Regions from separate parts of the Drosophila melanogaster genome. Here region 1 is linked to region 2. A link is a contact called in public HiChIP or PLAC-seq data. All regions are on one chromosome and are shown on one strand. Each heading gives the region's core, a stretch centred on a gene start, on an enhancer-like site or on the middle of the called end of the contact. The rest is flanking DNA. Distances are from core to core; before and after follow the strand shown.

Region 1 (5,513 bases), core at 973-3,472, 810 kb after region 2:
TACACATTAGCATTACTAAATCGGTAGAAATAATCTGTAAATTTGTAAAATAAAGAGCAATTAAATATAAGGGAGTGTTTGTCTCGCTTGTCTATCAATCACTAGCGCTTGCGATCCCTGGAGCGATCGCCATCCCGATGCTTGTGCCCCCCTCGGCTGCCGTGGTTCCCGTTGCCTCCACCGCCGCCACCACCTCCTCCTCCGCTTCTTCCGTCTCCACCACCACCGCTGTTCCGACGCGACGAGGAGGAGGAGTACCGACTGTGCTTGCCGGAATTGGAGACGGAGTTGCGATACTTGTCGCCATCACCTAGATTATTGCTACTGCCTGGGTTTCCAGACCGATCTTTCTTGGAGTAGTATTCAGAGCGTTCTCGCGAGGATTTCCTGAAAGGAATAAGTGCTAATAAGTCCACCCAGTTCCTAAACCGTTAGAGTACATACGACTTCCTGTGCTTGCTGTGCGGCGAATTGGAGCGCGTGGGCGACCTCGAGTAGTGACGTGACTTTTTCTTATGCTTCGGCGGCGAACGGGAGCGCGAGCGGGAGGATCGACTGCGGTGGGTCTTCTTAGTGCGCTCGCGACTAGGCGACCTGGACCTGGGTGATCGGGAGCGAGGTGTCCGCGAATGGGTGCGCGTCCTGGATCGCGAGCGTGACCTCGAATCCTTTTGCGGCGACTTTTCCGATGGCAAGGGCAGTGGGATAGCACGCTGGATGAAGCCACCCCACGCATTGTGCGAGCCATTGTTCCGATCCACGGTGATTACAGCCGGCGGTGTGTTTGCCTCCTTCGTTTTGTTGCGCGCATCAATGTACCGCTTTTTCAGCTCGTCCACGGCCGCCTCCAGTTTCTCCACCACCGGCTTGGAACGCATGTACAGCTCCATCACACGGTAGCAGATATCCGTAATGTCCGCCATGGGCACCCGAAAAATGCCGAACCACGGCGGGCTGTTGGGCAGAGGTATGTTGAGCTTGCGGGCACTCAGGTAGATGCAGGCGCATGCAATCGCCTCTGGTGTGTAGCGCATAAAAACGTCCGTCCTCAGCGAGTCATTCATGAAGTTCCAGGAGAGCTGCATCAGCTTCTCGTGCTTCTCGTACTGAAGCACCTGCAGATACATCACGATCAGCTTGTGCGGATGCTTCACGTGTACACAGAAGCCCAGTTCCTTGAGGACGCGCCGCTCGGCCTTGATCACCTGCATCTTGAGGTTCGTGTAGTAAGGATCTAGCACCATGGGCGAGATTTCCCTACGGAACAATATAAGCAATAAGTGTTTATTGGGTGTTAGATGCTTGGATTGTCAGGAGAAGCACTTACTTTTGGGCCCGCACTTGCTTGATGTGATGGAACACATTGATCACGTCTCTAATGCGGCGCGGCGCCTCCTCGATCTTGGACGCCAGGCACACGCAGCTCATGGCCACAGTCTCCATGTTGTGCCGCACAAAGCTCTTCGAGTAGAAGAAGCGCTGGAACAGCACCTGGCCGGTGGCCATGGCAACCTGCGGCAAGCGCAGCAAAATTCCGGCTGTCTGAATAAGCTCGCAGCCCAGTATGCGCAGGTCCTTCTCCGTCTCATGGTCCAGTCCATCCTGGCTGGATGGCGTCACATCGATTTTGCCCTCCGGAATGAGGCTGTTCTCCAGCGTCAGCACGATGCGGTTAAAGAGCCGAGGATAGATAGGCTTGTTGGCGTCCGCCTGAGCCGCTGCCACGCCCCCTGCATCGCCGCCAGCTGCATCCGCCCCCGGGGCCGCTCCACTGCTGCTGTTGTTGTTCGAAATGTTGACGCTGTTCGAATGGAACGAAGTCACCGTGGTCAGGACATTGGTGATCGTCTCCACCGTCAGCGCTGTCACCGTCGTGTGGACCACAGTCGAGCCGGCCCCACGGGTGGCCATTCGTGCGCGGTTAACCCAGGAAAGCGTTTATTTAAGTGTTTTAATTTTTTAATTTTCCCTTTTTTTTTGTAAATTTAGCCGATAACAGGCGTGCTTTTATACTAAATCGTTATCGTCGGCCCTGCCACCGAATTGATGTCAATAATTTCCTAAATTATACCACAAGCGTTTAGAAATCCCATATGGTTTGTGTCTAAATAAGGGGTGGTGGGTGCATCGACTACACCAGCGTTGCCATATTTTGTAACAGACAAATGTACTAAATATCACCTAAAACGGTATTTGGTGGTCTTCCGTTTATGGTCACACCACTCTCAGTCGAAATTAGTTGTGAAGGTAAGCGGTTCGCTGGCTGGTCGCAGAAACGCAAATTGTAGAAAGAAAACATTATAATCAGCCGCGTCTAAGTGCAAGTGTGATTTATTTCTTTTTTGTTTGGTGTTTAGTGTGCTCGTGAGCAGATCAGTGGATCAAACAAACAGCCAGAAAATCGAGCGCTGGGCAAGCGGAATAAATCCAATTGGAATTGTCCGAACCGCAGTTTTACGGAGTCGAGTGTTCCGTGTTTCGTATTCCGGGGCATTTTCCCCGCCGAAAGCCCCGCTCAACCCCCCAAGCAAACAGCCGAATTAGGGGTTGCAAAGTTTTTGCAGCCAGCCCGGAAAAGTCAGAGGAACTTGTTTTCTAAGGGAAGAAAAGGGAAGCACGCAAGCGACGACTGCCCCCAAAGACCAAACGGAATCGGAGTCTGAATCGGAATCGGAAGGGGACTCCGCCGAATCCTTGAGAGAATCTTTTGCGCGTGCCATGCGTGACCTCGGCACCAAAATGGCCGAGCTAAAATTCGAGGCTCCATTGGCAAAGTTCGAGGAAACGGACGAGTGGGGCGGCTGCGACTTCATCTCGAGTCAGAATGCCATAAACGACACGCTCAACCTGAATCTGAAGGACTCCTCCGCCGGCGGCAAGCCGGATGCCACCAAGCTGCGGCTCCTAGAGGATGCTGTACGCGATGCGCACGTGAGCAAGAACGGAGGAGGAGTAGTGGGAGGAGGAGCTGGCTCCATTAGCCCCAATTGCAACACGCTCCAGGGTGGGTCGCTTATTGAAATCGGCCTGTCCGATGTGGGATTGGTGCCGGGCGAGGGAGCCGGCGTTGGTCTGGACGGTCTGGAGAAGCGCTCCCTGGCCGTCGGCGACCATGTGGACAACTTCACGGAGACCTTCGGCGGAAGTCTGGAGGATCTGGTCAATACGTTCGACGAAAAGATAACCAAGTGTTTCGGCAACTACGAAGAGAACGTCGAGGAGCTGGCTCCGGTGCAGGTGCGCAGCCAGGAGGAGATCATGAACGAATGCCAGTAAGTAAACCAACATTCCTTTAAGTTAAGGGTTTGATTTTTGTAAATAAGTAATGGGAGACTGCTTTCCCGTATTACCAGATTAAAAGTTGGCAAATTTTAATTTGAAACGAGGCATTGGGTTATTTTTTTTCCAAATGTCTGATGTCATGCTATAACCACTTATAGATTGGGAACATTGGGGGTGGCTTTTGGTAGAGCTACATCATGTAACCCCAACAGTCCATGGAAGTGCCGTAGTAAGGATGCCGCATGATACAATCCAATCCTATAGTTATGTAAACTGCATTTTGCAATGTTTTGCGTTTTAGTGCTGTTTTCTGCTTTCGTGTCTATTGCGACGCTGGGGGTGTTGAGTGCGCATGCTCCGAGCTCGGACCGCTACCCCGTAACCCCTGACCCCTGATCCCACCCCGCTCCGCTACGCTCCCTGGCTGTCTGTTCCAGCCCAGGCGCCACATAACGACGTAATCCTGCCCGAACCGCCCGAGGGGTGGGTGATGGGTGGTTGGTGACGGTTGGCTAGTGCTTTTTTGTTGGATCGATAAAAGTGCCAGGAGTTTTCGCTGCTCGATGTTTTCATGTGGGTTGTCGAAGACTGTTGCGCTTTGCCTCGGATGCAACTGGGCGCCCAATGTCGCTGGCAGTGGTACCACCGCCGTGGTTTATCCCATTGTAACGCTGATCCACTTATGTCAAGGAAGCGGCAATCATAGAAAGTGGGGGCAATAAATCATATTACGTCCATTCGCCAGATAAACACTTCACAGAGCATTTGCCAGGGAGGCGGGAAGGGGTTTCGGGTGGACTTGACTATGGCTATGGATACGAAAGTAGAGGGTGGTGAAGGGGCTGGCTTCAGAGATTCGACTCCGACGTGGAATGCAAGTCCAACGAGAAGGGAAAACAATAATACTGTATAGATGTGTTTCCCTCTCTTTCCCTCTCGGCTGACATCAGCCATAAATTTGATAATCGCGTGCACACCAGCGCACTATGGGAAATGTACCCCCTTTTTTTTTTGCCTAAACCCATTTTATGAAAGTCGTTCGATTAAGATAATATTAAATGCATGCATTTATAATTGACTAATGTTTAGTTCTGCATAACAGAAATAAGTATAGATGGCGACACAACAAAGAAATCAGCTGTTGCACGCACAAAAAAAGGTCTGCAACGACAAGCTTTTCCATCGATATAAATATTTTAATATCTTTTAAACCAAAGCGTTTTTTTTTATTCTGCAAAATTAGTTGTATTCAGTGTGGCTTGTATTATGTGTTTGTGACTGCCAAACTACCAAAAAAAAATCGTGTTGTCCCTTTAATACCGGAAAAATATAAGTCGTCTTACTAAAATATTTTTGTGAGAAAGTCATAAGTCAAAGTCATAAAGTCATAAAAGATATGTGCTAGTATAACCCTATGCAAAGAAAATCATCTTAATATCTCTCCCCGTTCTGGATTTATTAATTTGGGCCAGAAAAATGATCGAGCTGCCCATAGTGCCGCGGTCCATGTGTGTGTGTGTGCTTACGAGTGCGAATACTCACTCACATCCTGTGCAAATAAATAAACACACAGTGGGCAATCGCTAAGCTGCACCCTGCACACATGATCTATGATCTATTGTTTTGAATTTTGAAAGATTGTGTAAATCTATAGCTAGATATATGTATGTACTTGTTAGACAGCTCAATGAGGATGAGATTTTGTTATCATTGCTTGTACCGCCAGTACTCACTGTATTTCAATATGTGTGGCCGCATGCGTGTTCAAAATATTTTGACGAATTTAGATACAGTGATTGAAATTCCATATCTTGCACTGACGAAATAAATAATCACACATACTACTTGCACTTGCTTGTGTGTGTTTATATATGCTCTTGTCACTGATCTACAATTCCTATTGAAGCCGTATGTAGATGCTGGGAACCCACCTCTGTCTCCTGGAAGCCTGGAAGGCTGAAAGCCTGTACAGATAAAGAAACTCTGCCAGCCAAAGTCGTTCGCTGTGATGCAGTTTGCCTTAATTGCGTTCTTTGTTTTTCATTTTATGAGTATTCATTGCCACCGCTGTCACCACTTCCCCTCCCCCTCATTCGCTCTTCATCCCCACCTCTTTCTGCTGCCGCTGCCCTCTCTCTAGCCCCACATAAACTGAACTGCCTCTTCTCCCGCTCTCGCTCTCTCTGTCGCTCTCTGGGGAGAGGGTATAGGTATCGCGGCATGATGACTTC
Region 2 (5,843 bases), core at 481-2,980:
GACTAGTCCGCCAGTACACCACTTGGCAGGGTGGGGCAGTAATGGCCGGGGTTGAACATAAAAAAAAACATTTATTAATGAATGCATCATGCAAGGGAGGGCGGCAAAATATTTCGCCAAATTGTCCATAAATCCAATTGGCGATGGCTGTATCTGTATCTATAGCATTTGGCTATCTGCGACTGCCTGTGCACGTGTGCGAATCTGTGTGCGCCTGCAGCACAGCAGCTGATTAATAAAAGCCAGCGAACGGATGAAAGAGGGAAAACACCTGTTAGCCCCAGTGCCTGTGTGCCTTCTTCGGTGAAATTGCTTGCACATTTTGTATTTAGCATTTGGATATTTGATTGAATATGTTTCACACTTTACCCACGCCTTATCTGGTCTACTAAAATGGGAAATAAAAACTCATGTCTGTGCTATCTATCATTCATTACAAACTAACATCTTCGGAGTTCAATCAATGAGTTGTCTTTTAGTGTGGTTATTAAGAAATGAATGATTCTACGCGCAACGAATACCTCGCTCGTATTTACTTTCATTATCAATAGAGCCAATGAATCGGTGAAATGCGAAATCCAAAACGATATGTGGGTACTTGAGTTGAGTATTCCCGACGAATGTATTCAGGTTCGTGGGGATTTCAATGGGTGTTACGTCTTCGCGAACTCCACCCTGACCAGCAAGGGACCTTTGGTCACTGTTCCCTCAATCGGGGAAACTTTTCTAGTCACGAGAGATGGCAATATCGTTTGGGGGATCGAAGACCTTGTTTGCTTGCGGTCAGTTTGCGATAGTGTGCGCAAATGTGTGAGGAAAGTCACGTACTTGGGGCAGGGTCGAGGTGGATAATTTAGGGTTCAGTGTCTCACCTGCTGGAAAATCTCTCTCTCGCTCCAAGAGCAGTTCTGCCCATCTGATTGTCGCTGGTGCGTTTCGTTGGCCTTTCGGCAGGCGGACACCTGTTTGGGCCTCCCTTGCTATCAGTTTTGAATGGGGTCTTTGCGAAAAGGGTGGGGGGACTTGTAACACTTGGTTTTGTACCACTAAAGCGTGATGCTTTTGCAAGGCATTTTGGTAGTTGTTGTTGTTGTTGTCGTTTAAAGCACTTAATGGGTTCAACACTTCAAAAAAATATTATTAAATCTCTTAGATTTTAAGGCGATATTAATTATATGTATTACTATGTACGTTTTTCTTCAATATCGCATTTAACACTTGCGTATCGCGGATTTTTTTTGGGGGGCTTAGTTTGTATTTTTAAGGGGGATTTTGTATTTTCGATTTGTGTTTTTGGTTTGTGTATTTCAGTTTTTAGTTTCCGCTGCGCATTTGTAGCGATTCAGAGTTGCTCACACGATGAATCCAACACGTTGAATAAAAGTTCGAGCGACGTTCAAATTCGCTTAAAGCCAATAAGTCAGCCAGCGGCAGCGACGTCGGCAGAGGAGCGACTGCGCCACAGTGCGATTCTAACGGCGCGAGAACGAAGAAACGGATGGCAACTGAAACGGCCAAAGGCGCGGCCGACCGACCGACCGTCGATGTGCTGTGCTTGTGCTTGTTGTTTGTGTTCTAAGTCGGAGCCGCCATAAAATCTAATAAGAACGGCAGTGCCAGTGTCAGTGGATGTGGATGTGGCTGTGCCTGTGAAACGGGGTGGAGCGGAAAAGGGTGGGTTGGTGGAGCGTCGGCTCGCTGTGGCGGCGTTGCGTTCGAGTCCGGTTGACGCGAAGCACTGCCAACCGACCGACGCGCCGTTTTGACGGCCCGACGGACCGGCGGAACGATTGGCAACGGGCTGCGGCAAACAAATAAACAAACGCACCACAAACATTGCCCAGGGGCGTTGTTACATCCACATGGTGAATGCTCAAGGGGGTATGGCCACGATATAAACTGATATATGTACACATTGCAACTACGATGAAATATTACTCAACAATTATACAGTTAAGATGAGTTATCCCTTACATCTGCAAGATACATTTGGATTGGACACCGACATCCGCCCAGCGTTCATAGATTCCACAGCAAGTGTACTAAATGTAAAACCCCTCATTATCGGACGCAACTGACTTTTGGAAGTGGAAACGGAACAGTAGCGTAGATATCCGAAAATTGAACGCGTATGTGTGCGAGTGCGAGTGTTTGGCTGCTCTACACTAGTCGGCTTTTGTCTGGAAGCAGAGCCGAAAGCAAAAGCCACAAAGCTTCGGCCAAGAAGGCAGAAGAATTTGGGTAGGTGGGGAAATTTGCGAAGCAACGACTACTTATCAAATGGTACATTTTGCCTTTGAGCCGGCGCATTGAGCAGGGAATCTTGTGACCGACCAGCCACTAAACACTAACCACCTCCCACGCCACCCATTTCACTGTCACTTGCGGAACGTTTGGAATCGGAATCGCTGTGCACACTCATGCACACTAGCATTTCAAATGCAGCGACGTCGACAGCGGCGCCGTGACCTTGAAAATGCTTATGTTCAGTCCTTCGCTCACTCTCTTTGGAGCTTAGAAGGCATGCGCAACCGACTGAGTTGCACGATCTGAAAACTGAGCTTGGCTTACACGATCGAAATAAATTTAAGGAGGCCTATAGCCACACATTTGTTAACATACTCGTATGTAATTGTTGCATAAAAGTCCACAGCTCATGGACTGTGATAAGGAAGCCACCGTTATCCGTTATCGGCTATCGGTTATCAGCTAACGGTGCATGAAAAGGTGGCAAAAGACAGACGTGACTAGCTCAACTTGGCCAAAAGGAAGAAGTGGAAGGGGTTGCAAGAAGGTGTAAGGCCATTTCTTAATATCCAATCGCCTTTGCAATGGAAATGTCCGATTGAGATTTAAGCACCGGCAAAAAACGCCGGCTACAATAGCACACGAAAACAATAACAAATGCTCAAGCTGCTGGCGAGAGAGAGAGAGAGAGAGGAAAAGAGAGAGTCCGATGGTGAGAGAGAGGGCACTGCCAACCGGCTGTGTTTATGTTTCATGTCATTCCGTTCCGTTCCTCACTCACTTTGTTTGTCCCACTCACGTTTCCACGCGACCGCCGAAAGAGCGGCGAAAAGCGAAAGCTTCGTGGCGCTTCGTGTGGACTCGTCCGCCTTCGGCCCCCTGAATGTACAGTGTGTTCTAAAAATAGAGCCTGACTCGCATCATACGCGGACCCCATTCGCCGACGATCTCGTCACCTGCTCGCCGATTGGCCAGCGGGCTCCAATAAAGCCAAAAGCAACAATAGCAAAAGCAATAGCAATAGCCACAACAGCTTTGAGAAAATACGAGTGTTGGAAGCAACACAGAAAAGTTCTATCTCGCCGTCGTCGCTGTTGGCATCTAATAGCGAATTTATAAAGGAATAAAATGAGCATTAAAAAGTGCCAAACGGCGCGGGCGAGCACATGGACGTCGGGTTGGTATTGCGGGGGTACTGGCAGGCATTGGGGTTCGGGCTCGCAACGGTGGTGCGGTGGCATATGGAAATTGATGCAGCATCTGCGCCGTCCGAAGCGTGCCAAAAATTGCCCCAATGAAAGTGCCTGGCGGAGCACAGTGGAGTTCGATCCAATAGGACTCTCTTTCGTGACCGAGCAAAACTAGGCATTAATAGCTTGTCCTTGAAATTTCCATAAAAGCGAACACATTCATAAATTTTACATTTGTTTCTACCAAGCCCATCCACACTGCTGCTAGTCACTTGCGCGCCATAGTACCCACCGGCCTCCGAGTGGACCGCACTTGTATGTACGTCCATACATATACATGCATATGTAGCTTTCCCACACCGAGTGGGCACAGCGAAGATTACAAGCGACGTTTCTGTGGCCGCTGTGCGCCTGTTCGCACCTCGCAACTGCAGTGGGAGAAGCTCAGCCATGTGCGTGTGTGGGTGTGCAGTCGGGCTTGGGGTTGGGGTTAGGTTCCCCGCTCATCCAACTCTCCCTGGACGACAATTTGAGTTGTCAGTTGTTGCTGCACTCGCATTTACAGCCAAAGCTTTGCCTTAATGAATTACTGAATTGTGTTATGTAAGGGAACAAGGAACGGGCCTTCTCGGGGAATCGACCCGGGTAACACCCAGTACATCCTCCGATAGGTCCAGTGAATCCCTTTCTGGGGTTCGTGTAGAGCAGAGGTTAATCACTTCCAGCGACTATTTCTGTGCGCTCTCTTCATTTGTATATATGTATGTACAAATGTAAATGCAAAATAGAATTAATCATTGCACACTAACAAAACCCATAAAAAATCAACTTAACAGCAATTAAGAGTGTCTAGGTCGCTGGGTCGTCTTGCTGATACCCAACACTCAAGTGGGTTATTTACGTATCTGCTCCCTGGACTCGTTGGGATCTAACAAAGTCAATCTAAAGATAATCACCAAAATGTATGTTCGTGGTGGTAGGATGTGGGGTAACCTCATAACCAGTTGAATAATAATAATGCATATATTTCACATGTACCGAATACAACGGGATAAGGAAGACAGATTGCTAGGTAGACTTTAAAATGGCTCGTATTTTTTCGGGACGCCCATCACTTACTTTATGGCTTTTCTCAGTTTGTCTCTGGCGACCCGCCCCCTTCATGACCTAAGCAAAAACTGCAATGGCGAATGACTTTGTGGCAATAATTAGACACTAACTGAAGTAATATCGCTACGGCAGAGAAGCGTGCGACGCAAAAGGCGAATTAGAAGTCAAATTTGCATACTGATCAATCGGCCGATCGATGCGATGCGATGGATTTCGGTTGGGGGGATCTCTGGGGGGAACTTAGGGTACGCGACTCATAATCTGATGAATGCACGCCGGGCGGGATGTCCAGAAGCGGAAATGCCGGATGAGCTAGGCAAGATCAGGGCCAGGACTTAATCAGCGGCCAGAAGCCATCGATCAGCCCTCGCATTGTCTTACGGCTTATGGCTCATAGCGCGCAATTCATGGCTAAGCATCCAGTCAGTTGATTTATCTATCGTGTAAGTGTCCAATGCCAAGCCCAAAGCTTGGCCAGAACACACACGGCGACAGTGGAAAGACAACAATGAGCCACTGAAAGGGGGTTTGGCCTGGGAGCTGCCGAAATATCTGACTGATCACCGATTGTCCAACGACGCTTGTCACCCCCCACTTGTTTACAGCGGGACTTGTTTACACCCAAGGAGAAGGGTTTCAGGGGTCGAAGATTTACGGCTCGGGTTTTTTTTTTGGTGGCTATGAGTTCATTCCGTTGGATCGATACTGGCTACTGAATTTCGTTTCTCGGTCTACTCTATCCAACCGTAGGTAGTCATATTTTTAGAAGAAGTTAACTCTGCATGCTGAAAGTTCTTATTAGATTGCTCGTCATAAGATTGGGTCTAATTGTTAATTAATTCACATTGCAGTAATGGAGTGGAGTGCATGTTTTTTTTTTCTTTTATTGAACTCCGCACGAGTTAGTGACACACACGAAATGTGGATCAGCTGGAAGACAACCTTCACATAATTGATTGCTAAGCTGTATTTCTTATCAAATCATATAGATTTGAGCTTTGAACGCAATAAAAATATAGTAACAATGAGGGAATATTTCTTATCAATTCAATGACGTAGAGCGGCAAATTATTCACTTGATATTTGGGTCGACCAATCTGAATTGCAATACCAATGGTTCAATCTGAGTTTCGGGATGCATTATTAATTCGTTGATTAGTTTGATAATGCCTATTTTGCGAAAGGGTGTCTTCTCTTCGGTCAGCAGATCTGGAACCTCTGAGTGGGCACACTGCTGGCTCTGTCTGTGTTTCGATATTCAAATCTTGGTCTTCCGCATGCCAGCCCCACCAGAAA

The links. HiChIP or PLAC-seq counts read pairs in DNA pulled down with a chosen protein or histone mark.
Region 1: an H3K27ac HiChIP or PLAC-seq map of the Kc167 cell line shows a contact between it and region 2, with 3 times the contacts expected there. The contact joins the promoter of Unc-76 here to the promoter of Atf3 in region 2.

What each region holds. Positions count from the first base shown.
Region 1 is chrX:2,078,388-2,083,900 of dm6, forward strand. Unc-76 (Uncoordinated 76) reads left to right here and starts at 2,223. Exons shown (of 5, transcript NM_001272243.1): 1 at 2,223-3,272. The coding sequence starts at 2,719. CG16903 reads right to left here and starts at 2,018. Exons shown (of 3, transcript NM_130624.3): 1 at 1,328-2,018; 2 at 445-1,257; 3 at 1-387. The coding sequence starts at 1,911. The coding sequence ends at 102. CG4025 reads left to right here. Exons shown (of 4, transcript NM_130623.3): 4 at 1-68.
Region 2 is chrX:1,273,554-1,279,396 of dm6, forward strand. It overlaps Atf3 (Activating transcription factor 3), which reads right to left and starts at 1,731. Exons shown (of 5, transcript NM_138988.4): 1 at 873-1,731.